Linked DNA regions of Mus musculus: regions 1 and 3 are each linked to region 2. A link is a contact called in public HiChIP or PLAC-seq and capture Hi-C data. All regions are on one chromosome and are shown on one strand. The core of a region is the stretch at or near the end of the contact, and the rest is flanking DNA. Distances in the headings are between cores, read along the strand shown.

Evidence for each region. HiChIP or PLAC-seq counts read pairs in DNA pulled down with a chosen protein or histone mark. Capture Hi-C pulls out chosen DNA fragments and counts their contacts.
Region 1: a capture Hi-C map of embryonic stem cells shows a contact between it and region 2, with 4 times the contacts expected there. The contact joins the promoter of Nmur1 here to the promoter of Chrnd in region 2. A contact is called at or near these places in 2 of 39 promoter capture datasets (hippocampal neurons and liver) and 1 of 9 other capture datasets (embryonic stem cells).
Region 3: an H3K4me3 HiChIP or PLAC-seq map of embryonic basal ganglia shows a contact between it and region 2, with 11 times the contacts expected there. The contact joins the enhancer-like site here to the promoter of Chrnd in region 2. A contact is called at or near these places in 2 of 39 promoter capture datasets (the HPC-7 cell line and neural stem cells), 4 of 15 datasets of contacts at CTCF or cohesin (the NIH/3T3 cell line, large pre-B cells and pro-B cells), 55 of 484 Hi-C or Micro-C datasets (the 63-12 cell line, B cells, the C2C12 cell line and 39 more), 26 of 115 datasets of contacts at active chromatin or transcription factors (the NIH/3T3 cell line, SST interneurons, T-cell acute lymphoblastic leukemia and 16 more) and 3 of 9 other capture datasets (adipose tissue, macrophages and pancreatic islet).

The regions. Positions count from the first base shown.
Region 1 is chr1:86,386,830-86,390,750 of GRCm38.p6, forward strand. It overlaps Nmur1 (neuromedin U receptor 1), which reads right to left and starts at 1,312. Exons shown (of 2, transcript NM_010341.1): 1 at 484-1,312. The coding sequence starts at 1,312.
Region 2 is chr1:87,188,091-87,191,907 of GRCm38.p6, forward strand. Chrnd (cholinergic receptor, nicotinic, delta polypeptide) reads left to right here and starts at 2,507. Exons shown (of 12, transcript NM_021600.3): 1 at 2,507-2,652; 2 at 2,885-3,039; 3 at 3,430-3,474. The coding sequence starts at 2,601. Prss56 (protease, serine 56) reads left to right here. Exons shown (of 13, transcript NM_027084.2): 13 at 1-315. The coding sequence ends at 130.
Region 3 is chr1:86,631,720-86,635,465 of GRCm38.p6, forward strand. All of the region lies in intron 1 of Gm41908 (a long non-coding RNA gene), which reads left to right. Among named protein-coding and RNA genes, the nearest start is that of Gm41908, 6.5 kb to the left of the region's middle. Within about 2 kb of position 1,917, at least 62 of the 459 cell types and tissues checked have an H3K27ac peak or open chromatin away from gene starts, as enhancers often do. A contact at or near this core is called in the G1E-ER4 cell line, the HPC-7 cell line, the NIH/3T3 cell line and 4 more, where this site is marked.

The DNA of each region.
Region 1 (3,921 bases), core at 62-2,561, 800 kb before region 2:
TTTAATCCCAGTACTTTGGAGGTAGAGGCAGGTGAATCTCTGGTCTACACAGCAAGTTCTAGAACAGCCAGAGCTACACAAAGAAACTCCTTCTCTCTTTTTTTCCCTCTTCCCTTTTCTGTCTTTCTCTGGCCTCGCTCCCTCCACCCCAAGCCCCACTTGCTCTGGTCCCTGCTAAGTCTGGCCCATAGGTTTTTTTTGTTTTATTATTATTATTATTATTATTATTATTATTATTATTATTATTATTATTAGTTTCTCATTACGGATGGTTGTGAGTCACCATGTGGTTGCTGGGATTTGAACTCATGACCTCCAGGAGAGTGGTCAGTGCTCTTACCTGCTGAGCCATCTCACCAGCCCTGAAACCCTTTCTCAAAACAATAACAACAACAAGCAAGCAAGCAAGCAAACAATACCCTGGAAGCTCAATTCCTTCCCCAGACTGGAGGAAGCTCAGCTTTCTCCTCAACAATGACTTACACAGCATCTTGGTCACCTGTCTCCGTCCCCTATCTTGCAGCTGAATCCTTCTGTGGGAGGTCTCCTGGGTTGCTGCGGTTTTCCTGCCCTTGACCTCCACTTGGAGCAACATCCTCTCCCTCCGCAGCCGCAGCCCAATGAGCAGATACAGCACACTGATGGTGACCATGGGCAGACAGAAGAAGAGCAGTGCGGTAGTCAGTACCACCAACTTGTAGAAGTCCATGGGACCCACCAGCGAACATATAGCTGAGTCGGGCACCGGCCCCCGGCAGGGCACAGTTAGTTGACTGAGGCCATGCAGGCTGGTGTTGGGCAGAGAGAAGAGAGTAGCGAGGACCCAGATGGCCCCCACCATGCGGCGCACATGGGCCCGTGTCATCACAGACTTGGCTTGGAGTGGGCGCACCACGGCCACATAACGCTCCACACTCAGGGCTGTGACATTGAGCACTGAAGCTAGGCAGACGGTCTCTAAGAGCAGTATTCGGAAGTAGCAGGCACTCGCACCCAGCTGGAACGGGTAATTTTGCTGCATCTCATAAAGCTCCAGAGGCAAGCCCACCAGGAGCACCAGCATATCGGACACAGCGAGGCTGAAGAGGTAGAAGTTGGTGGGCGTGCGCATAGTCTTGTTGCGCAGGATGACGGTGCAGGTCAGCCCGTTGCCCAGAGTGCCCACCACGAAGATCAGCAGGTACGTGACACAGATGGGGACAAACTGTTTCATCTGCTGTGGCCCCAAATACTTCAGCCTCAGGGCCTCATCGGTAAGGTTCAGATCCTCAGGTTGATAGGGCCACTTGAACTCACTGATATTGCAGACCAGGGGGCTCCTTGAAGCATTTGGGGAGAGCGCTCCAGGAAAGATGGAACAATTGAGGCAGGGAGGAGTCTGTAGGATAGAAGGGGGAGATACCCAGAAGTCATTTAGGTAATCCCAGCTCTGTCCTAAGTTATCACACTGTAGAGGACTGATTAGTCACATGCCACTGGGAAAGAAAGCATCTGCCACCCACTAAAGTGCATTTCAACTACAGAGTATCCGGAGTGCAAACCTTGAAAATAATAAAATTGGCCGGGCAGTGGTAGTGCGCAGCTTTAATCCCAACGCGAAGGAAGCTGAGGCAGGCAGGTCTCATGTGAGTTTGAGGCTAGCCTGGGCTACAGAGCAAGTTCCAGGACAGTTAGAACTACAGAGAGAGACACTGTCTAAAAAACAAACAAAAACAAACAACAAAAAACCAATCAACAACAACAACAACAAAGAGTTATCCTCTATCCTCTACACACATACATGCAAACAGTATATATGCACAAGTACACACACACACACAAATGAAATACTTTTTAAATGATAAGATTGGCCCTTTACAATCTACTGGAATCTTTGAAGAAATGCCAGGTTTTTCCAAGAACGCTTGGCTATCTCCTTTGGCTGTCTCCCTTTTAAGACAGACTTCAGGAGAGCCACTTGATGTGGACCTCAGAAAAGTGGGTGCAACTGCAGTATTGCTTGGTCTTTAAAGAGCCGGGGCTCCTAAAGCAACTGCCAGGGCAGACCTGACCTCCCCAACTCCAGGTGCAAGATCCCGGTATTTAATCCACAAAAAGCATCGACACATGGCAGACCTGACATACAGAACGCTGTGTGTGACCTTGGTGTGAAGAGAAAGCCACCGTAGGGGTTAAGTGAAGGAGTGAAAAAGCTAAAAAACTGTACTTTGACCCAAATTTGATTCTGTTTTCTGTCACCTGAATCACTCCCAGTCTAAATATTTTATATTCTTTGCACCTACTAGACCTGGAGTTCTCACTCTCGGAACTCTCACGGAGAGGAGCTGGGGATGGGCAGGTGACAGCCCAGGTTCAAGAGAGCAGCGCTGAGACGACAGTCATCAGAAAAATGACAGAAATAAACTGACTAACTGAGAGGTCTCTCCCACAACCCCCAAATGTCTCACAGAGTTTTTCCACCCATCTCACTCTGAGAGCCGCTCCTGTCAGGGCCCGTATCCCGCTCACCTACCATGCCTTCTGCCCAGGAGGTCCTGTGCGCCCTGGCTCCCACTGACAGATAGATGCTGAGCTGAAGGCGACCTGACAGAGGCTGCCCTCCCCGCCTTCCTGGTTGCTTCGCCTGTTGTTCACAAAATCGCCACTAGAGGGCAACGCTGACCCCGGAGCTTGGAGTACTTAGGACCACTCCCAAAGGACTCTACCTGCATCCAAACCATACTAGCTAGCTGTTGGAATCACCCGGAGCTGAGAGTGTCTTCTTTTTCTAGACAACAATCCCATTTTACAGGTGAGAAGAAAAGAAAAAAAGAGCCAGAGAGAGGAAGTCCGTGAGACTTGGGTCTAAAATGCTGTCCCCACCTGCAGCACGCCGACTGAGCAGGACTTGTTCCGTGTCCTGCAATTCTTTCTGACCCACATTTTCAGACAACCTTCTTACGCACCCCTTAAGCCCCTGAAAGTCAGCAGCCTACAGAGTCTCATCCCCGTGACTCCACTTGTACACTCACAGGATAGCAATCCCCCCAATACACACAGTCTCATAAGGGGTTTCCAGCCCCGGGGTCCAAGCACTAGTCTCCTCCAAGGAAATCGCCCTCTCTCTTTTCAGCACCTCCTCCCACACCGATTCTTTCCCCGAGCATTGTCCCGACCCACTTCTTCACTCAAAGGAGCACACAAAAGCCTAGTCAGGTGTCATAGCCACACTCACCGTCTGCATTTCTGTCTTCAGTGTCCCCTCAGCTTCCCAGTATCTCCTCACCATGAAATTGCCTCCTCTGCTCCGCCCCCCTCAATCCCTGGCTTCTTAAGAACTTCATTTATAAACAGTCCTGGCTTAGAAGATTGTTGGGAACTCTGGGGCACTTATTTTTCAGAGCCCTTGGGAGAAAGAATTTTGAAAGCTTCCTATTCCGCTGCAGATGGACCAAGTAGGGCTAGATTGGTCATGACAAGGCTCAGTGTCACTCAAAACCAGATTGCTATAGCCTCACAGTATGTGAAGAATGCTTCTTTTGTTTTATTTTAAGATTTATTTATTATTATTATTATATGTAAGCCCACTGCTGATGTCTTCAGACACACCAGAAGAGCGAGTCAGATCTCATGATGGATGGTTGTGAGCCAACATGTGGTTGCTGGGACTTGAACTCGGGACCTTCGGAAGAGCAGTCAGTGCTCTTAACCACTGAGCCATCTCACCAGCCCCAGTGAAGAACATTTCTTACTGTGCTCCCATCTCTGGAACACACACACACACACACACACACACACACACACACACACACACACACACACACACACCATTGCACATGCCCCCTGTGGGCCTTTTGAAAATGTTCAAACCTCATAAAGGATGGGGGAATGACATGGTTCCCTATAGAATGACTTACAGAAGACAAATGGCCTATACCAGTC
Region 2 (3,817 bases), core at 1,257-3,756:
GCAGGCCCTGAAGGCCTTCCGCTCAGCTTCCCTGACAGAAGGAGAGCCCCAGGCACCCTGGATAGGTGCTGATCAAGGACAGAGGCTGGGAAAGGAGCGCCAGGGCCAACTCCAGCCTCCTGTTCCCTGAACCAGGCAACCCTGTGATGGTCACACTGTCCTGGGGGCTAAAGCGGTTGTGTGAGACATACAAAGTCTCTCTATTCCAGTTGATCTTGGATGTGTGGATAGAGTGGGGATCCTGGATCTCACTCATCTTCTTCAATGTGTCACCAGACACGCATGGCTGCTTTAATAAATGTTATTTATACTCTACATAAAATCTGGAGCTTTCTTGGGATGGGAAGGGGCTGGCATTAGATGGGAGTAGGGCAGGGGCCAACCTCGAAGAGCAGTTAACAGAGACCACAAAGGAGCTGGAAGGAGCCAGAAGTGGTGGCTTGTGCTCGCCGTGCTAGCATTCTGGAGACTGAAGCAGGATTGCACTGAGTTTGAATGTGAGCTACATAGTAAGCTCTAGGCTAGCCTGAGCTACAAAATAAGAGCACCCCTTACCCCCCACACACACACACACACAAAGATACGAAACCAGGGCCTGGAAGAGATAGCTCAGTGGGTAAAGTTCTTGATGCATATGGATCTGAGTTCAAGACCTCAGAACCCAGGTAAAAGCCACAGGGGCAGAGTACACCTGTAAACCACAGCCCTAGCTAAGGAGCATGGCAGTGAGGAGCAGACAGACCTCGGGCGTTCACTGGCCACTCTAGCTGCTCCAGGCGAGGTCCAGGTTCAGCGAAGAGGCCCTGTCTTGAAAAATAAGGTGGAGGAGATCAGCTGGATTTCAGCAGCAGCAGCAGCTCCAGAGCCTCAGTCCTTCTGTGGCTTTCCGTGTCCCCCTCTCCCTTTCAAAACCGTAGCTTCTGGTATGGCTACCTCAAGGTGATCGGTGACGTGCAAGTGATTTAGTACGCAAGTCAACCGCGCCAAGGGGAGCAAAGAGAGAAGCTGTGCTTCTCTGCCTGAGTGAGGACCCGGACACCATCCTGGAGCAGAGCAGAAAGATTCAGCAGGCGACATGGCCCAAACCTATGACAAGACCCTGCCAGACCAGGCTGCCACTCTGCCCTCAATGATGCAACCTATGAGACCAATGACAGCAAGAAGGATGCCCTGAGGTTCATCTCTTGGGTCTCTAAGAGAGCCCCTGCACCCTCACATATGAGCAAAATGATCAATGTCTGCTCCAAAGACACCATCAGGAAGCTGACAAGGTCCAGCATGAAGTACAAAGAGCTCAGCCACCACTGCACCTTGGCAGACAATGGTGACAGTATTGTCCTCTCCCTGGAAGCAAGCAAGCCTTTATGAGGCCACCTCCAAACTTCTGCTTAGAACAAAGAATAGGCTCAGACTTGCCAGTGCATGCTGCAGTCGGCTCCTCTCTTGTCAGACCCTATGGGCATCCCTTCACCCCATTGCTAGTCTCCCCGACATCTAGATGGCCTCCTCCCTCCATGCCTGACGGTTCTGGCTTTCTGATTCCTATTAGATAGAAGCAGATCACGGTGCCCAGGCACCTTTGAGGGTTGTATTCTCTTAAGCATACTCTTAGTGCCATCTATCCCGACCACTGACTTCTAGCCACAGTCATTACAACGGACAGGCCTGACTCTGTGTGGAAACGACCCTCCTTGCCCCAGTGGATCCCCTTTTCTTTCCCTTTGGTTTTGGCTACTCATAGATGCAGGAACGGTGAGGAGACTTCAGTTCAAATTAAAGAAAGAAAAGAAATGGGCCAGTAAGGTGGCTTAGCAAATAAAGGTACCTGCTGCCGAGCCATGTGAAAGGAAAAAAAAATTTAACTCCTTCAAGTTTCCTCTGACTTCCACACATGCCACAAACTGCGCAGAAACACACTGAGTGGATGGGTGGATGGATGGATGGATGGATGGATTTTATTTATTTACTTATTTATTTATTTATAAATCTTTGGGGTTTTTTGGAGACATGGCTTCTCTGTGTAACAACCTGGCAGTCCTGGAACTCATTCTGTAGACCAGGCTGGCCTTGAACTCAGAGATCCTTCCTCTCTTCCCAAGTGCTGGGATTAAAAGCATACACTGCCACACCCAGCTTAGAGGTAATATTTTTAAAGATGGGGGAAAAAATACACAAGTACAGGTGGAGCACTAGCAAGATGGCTCAACAGGTAACAGTTGCCTGCTGTACAAGAAGTTTCACCTCAGAACCCTCTGTAGAAAGAGAGAAGCAATTGTGACAGGTGTACACACACACACACACACACACACACACACACACACACAGAGGATTCGCCCCCCACCCTCTGCCACCCTACCCCACCAGGCCCCACCCTACCAACAATCTGTGACAATCCCTGCCTGGGATCTTTTCGTTCTGCCCTTGGCTCCTGCCCTAACTGGCAAACCCCACCCCCTCATCACCAGCTTTCAAGTATCAGATTGCGTTTCCGGCCTCTTCTTTCCAAACCCCTAAACCACCAGCACCTGTCCCCTTGCTTGCCTCATTCCACAGCCAACAGGCTGAAGGGAAGACAAACCCTAGTCAGTCAGAGGTGGGGGATGGCAGGGCCTGTGCTCACACTGGGGCTGCTGGCTGCCCTTGTTGTGTGTGGTAAGGATGACATAACCCCCTTCCTGGGGGCCTTCTATGCCCACCTGGGCCACCGCCTCCCTAACATTATACCTAATTCCCACTCCCACTCTGCCCTTTCTAACCCTAGGCATCCCACCCTCAGGGAGCAGCTGGCTTTCCTCTGCTCTGCCCAGCCCAGGGCTGCCCCAGCAGGAGCACAGGGAAGGCTCCTTCCTAGGTCCAAACACCAGCACCCTACCCCTCTCCCCAGCCCTCCCAGGCAGTTGGGGCCTGAATGAGGAACAAAGGCTGATCCAGCACCTATTCAATGAGAAGGGCTACGACAAAGACCTGCGGCCGGTGGCTCGAAAGGAGGACAAAGTGGATGTCGCCCTAAGTCTCACCCTCTCCAACCTCATCTCCCTGGTGAGTAGACCTTCGTGGGATAGCCTGAGCTGGGGAGAGGATGGCAAGAAGGGACAATTGCTCAAAGGCTCCTGACCAGCTAGCTCCTCTTCTGGGAGACATGCATGACTATTCTTTGTGCCAGATGGTGCCACGGGCCTTTAGCCACCCAAAGCCATCAGCTCTGCCTGCCACTGTCAAGCTATCCCTGTGCTCCCCCGGGACTCACATCAGCAGCCTCTGCCCTTCGCTTCCGTAGTCTGCTGATCCACCTCGATCTGTTGCTCTAGAAGACCCTGGCCCTTCCAGCTGCCGTGGTCCCTGGGAACCAGGCAGATTAGATTCTGCTGACTGAGTTTGGGTGAAAGGTAGATGGGAACCTTTGGCTACAACCCTGTTGTTTGATTACAGAAAGAAGTGGAGGAGACCCTCACCACCAACGTGTGGATAGATCATGTAAGGACACCCTGCCGAAGGTTCCAGGTCCCCTGGTGCTCACTTATGCTGGGGACCACAAGCTCCTATGGACACACCTTTGGGGGAGCTTGACTACAGAGAACCCAACTGCCCTTTTCCACTGAGGCCTCTACTAGCTCCGAGGACATGTCCTAGAAGGCTGGGGTTCCTCCGTGCTAAAATTGCCGCTGTGTCCCGATTTGCTTTGTTGTTGTTTTGAGATGGGGTTCCCTAGCCCTGTTTCCCTGGCTGACCTAGAACTTATGACGTAGACCATGCTGGCCTTGAACTCACAGAGATTCATTTGCATCTGCCTCCCAAGCCCTGGGACTAAAGGTGGGAT
Region 3 (3,746 bases), core at 667-3,166, 560 kb before region 2:
CCCCACTGCCTCACAGGGCTCCGTTCTTTCCTCAAGAGCTCCCTCCATGCAGTCCTGTGTTTTTCTAGATTCTTCCACAAAGTCACTTGCCTGTCTGGACTCAACTGGACTCACTGGTCACCGAGGCCCGAGGATCATCTGCACAGGCGTGGGGGTGGTGTTTAGTGTGTGGCACAGCCCTGACTGTCTCCTTTCTTCTTGACCTTCACAGTAATGACCCCACACTCCCCAGACTGAGTGATCTCTGTCACCTAGGTCTCTGCAGGGAGCACCCTCCTCTGTTCTGCCAGGGTGCTTTAGTCCTTCCTACAGGGTGCTTCAGTCCTCCCTACAGTATTCTCTGGTACTCACACGTGTTCATTTGTCTAAGACTTGCCTTTCCTATCCTGGAGGAAGATTCTTTGTCCTTTTTGCTGCTCTGGCCGTAGTTTCTACAGGCTGCATATCTAGCAAGTCCTTCCTGAATGACTGGAATAGACTGTAGTCACATCTCAGAAAACACAAGGCTTTGGGTGGTGGCTGTCCCCTACCTGCCTTCTTCCCAGGCACCCATACCCTGACCTCAGGAGGAGGGTGGATTACAACTCATTGTGTTTTTACAGATGCACTTCAGAATTATTTAGACAACTTTCCTTAAAAGTTCATTGATTTTGTTTGTTTGAATCAGGGTCCCACGTAACCGAGGCTGGTCTCGTGTATAGGAGGGTGACTTTGAACTTCTGATATCCCCCAGTCTTCTGAGTGCTGGGGTTGTGGGTATGTGCCATTTTGTCCCGTTTATTTGGTTCTGGGAATGGGAAGCAGGCTTTCTCATGCTCTGCCAGCACTGACTGAGCTACCTTTCTTATATTTTCCTCAGAACTCCTAAGAGGAAAGCAACCGATTTATCAATGTTTGTCACATGTCCATTCACTTTAATTATTATTTTTCTTGAGATGTCTCACCGTGTTGCCCTGGTTGGCCTCAAAGTTAGGCTCCACCTGCCTCAGCCTTGTGAATGAATGTGGTCACGTGAGTGTGCCACCTTGCTTACCTCAAGAAGTTTTCATTTCACGGAGTGAGATTGGTCTCAGCAAATGGAATCTCCTTCCTGCTCCTCTGGCCCTGACTTGTCTTCAGCTGTTTCTCATTGCACTGGGCGGAGCGGATCCTTTCTTAAATAAACCTTTCATTAGGGAAGACATTCGGGACTGCACAGAATATTTTAAGAACACAACCATGAAAGTGACACATCTCTGCTTCTGGGATGCTGCCAGTGCAGTACTTAGAGGAGATTCATTGCTCCCAGGGCTTACATTAAGGAGGGAAAAAAAGAGAAACCATAAATCAAGCCCATGCCTGGTGAACCTTGTTCCCTTTAAGCTGCAAACCAAGAGAAAGGAGAAAAAGGAAGTAATAAATTTAAACAAAATGGAGGAAGAGAGAGTTGATAAACTTAATCATAGGCACCTGGAGGAAGTGACCTTTGTGCAGAGCGGGGCAGTATGGGACAGGGGTGGGAGGACAGGGTCTGCCAGGCATCCAGGTTCTTCCTTTTGTATATCTGGGGGCAGATGGCTTTGGAGAATGGGGCTTCTGTTGACCCTGTGGCCACCCACTGGCGTGGACTTCAGACTGAAGTTTTTGTCCCAGTCAGTTTCTCAGTCATATTTGGAGAGAGAATAGAATGCTCAAACCCAGGAACGCACCCCAGCACCCCAGCGATGGAGAAGGCAGGGCCGAGCTTGGGAAGAACAGCAAAACCTCCCAATAAGTCTCACAGGGGAGCTTTCAAGTCCTTTATTACCACACTGACTTGATTTTTTTTTTCCCCCTCTCTAGTATTTAGTCAAATTCCTTTTACAATTCTGTGCTGATGGAGAAAAAGGCAAGCCCGTGGTTTTGTTTGCTCTCAGGCCAGAAGAGCACTGGGCTATAGGTGACCAGCGTGGACTCACTGCTTGGGCTGGACCCACAGGGTGTTTGGGGGTTGACTGCTTGTAGGGTTTAATATTATGCTCATTAGAAGGGAAAACTCCCTCCTAGGCAGTGAAAAAAAAATTAATAAGCCATTAGCTAAATTCTAAAAAGGAGCAAATGCAAATTAATACACTCTAGAAGAAGGAATGCACTAATGCAAAATATGTTTTACAAGCAAATGAGAGGACTGGATTCTCAGCAGTCTGCTTGTATGTTTTTGTAACAAAATGGAAATTAATATCTTCCCAGGGGCTCATCATCTATTCCTCTCAAGTCAATGTAATCTGCAGTGATTGTTTTTAATAGAGAAGAAAAAGCGCCCAGCTGCTCTTTTGAGCAAGCCAGCAGGACATCTTGGAGCAGATCTGAGCTCTGCATAGAGTCCCTGGGTGGCCTCTTTGTTTTACTGTAGAAGGAAGGCCAGCTCCTTTTCTCCAGATGAGGGTCAGTGTGGACCAGGCATAGCAGGTGCTAGCCTCCCTGGTGAGCAGAGATCTGGAGCAAGTAGCTCACAGCCCCCTGGAAAAAAACAATGGAGACCCACAGCCTCTTCTCCCTGAGTCCAGGGCCAGGAGACCAGCAGAGTCATCCAGAAGGCCCTGGCCAAAGTCTCTTGGTTGAAAGGACTATGTTGTGCCTGGCTGAAGCTAACGTGTTCTGGTGCATGGCCACCTTGGTGATGTGGGGTTTGGGACAGTCATAGAGGTGACCGGAGACAAGAGAATCCTAGGAGTCTAAAAGAATTCTTGAGTGTGCTCCAGCAGAGGCAGCATCAAAAAGGGCCACAGGCATCCTGCTGTGAGGCTAGGTATAGAGTAGTAACAGCCAGAGAGACAAACTTGTTAGCTCACTCCCACTGTGGGTTTGAAGACCTTGTTAGTGTTATGCTTTCAGATGGGAGGAAGGAACTTCCTGGTGCTAGAACTTGTCGACTTGGTATTAGAACCCCACTGGGGATGCAGTATGGCGCCTTGTATGGTAAGCTGGTATAGCGACTGATGCTTTTTCTCTGCATGAACTTAGCGCTTGGTGTCAACTTCCAGTACTTTGCAAAATCAAAATATCCTGGGCAGCTTTAAGAAAGGACATATTTATCACAAATATAATCGGTGTGAATTTCAAAGCTCTCAGACAAACGGACATCACACACACACACACACACACACACACACACACACACACACAGAGCACGGAATTTTTCAAGAGCCATGCATAGTACATTGCTCATATTCCATTGGCTGGAATTTAATCACATGGCTGCACCTAACAGCAAAGGAAGCTGGGAAATGAAGTCCAACAACACTCAGAGGAAGATGGTTCTTGAAGAGAAAAAGAACTTGTGACTCTAGGGGAGGAAAAAAATCCTTTCCCTTCTACCCTTGTAGCTTCTCTTTGGGATTTAGATTGGCAAGATATGGATTAATGACAGAAAGACAAGCAAGTGATTATTAACAGGTGGACCCTGAACACACAAATGGGTCGCATAGGTGAGTGCTCTTAGACAGTGAAGTCTATGTACTCAACGTAAAGGGAAAAGGGAAGAGAAAGGGCACAGATGGAAAAGCAGGTGGCCTTTTTTTTTTTTTTAATTTATTTCTTTATTAGGTATTTTCCTCGTTTACATTTTCAATGCTATCCCCAAAGTCCCCCATACCCACCCCCCCAATCTCCTACCCACCCACTCCCCCTTTTTGGCCCTGGGGTTCCCCTGTACTGGGACATATGAAGTTTGCAAGTCCAATGGGCCTCTCTTTGCAGTGATGGCTGACTAGGCCATCTTTTGATAC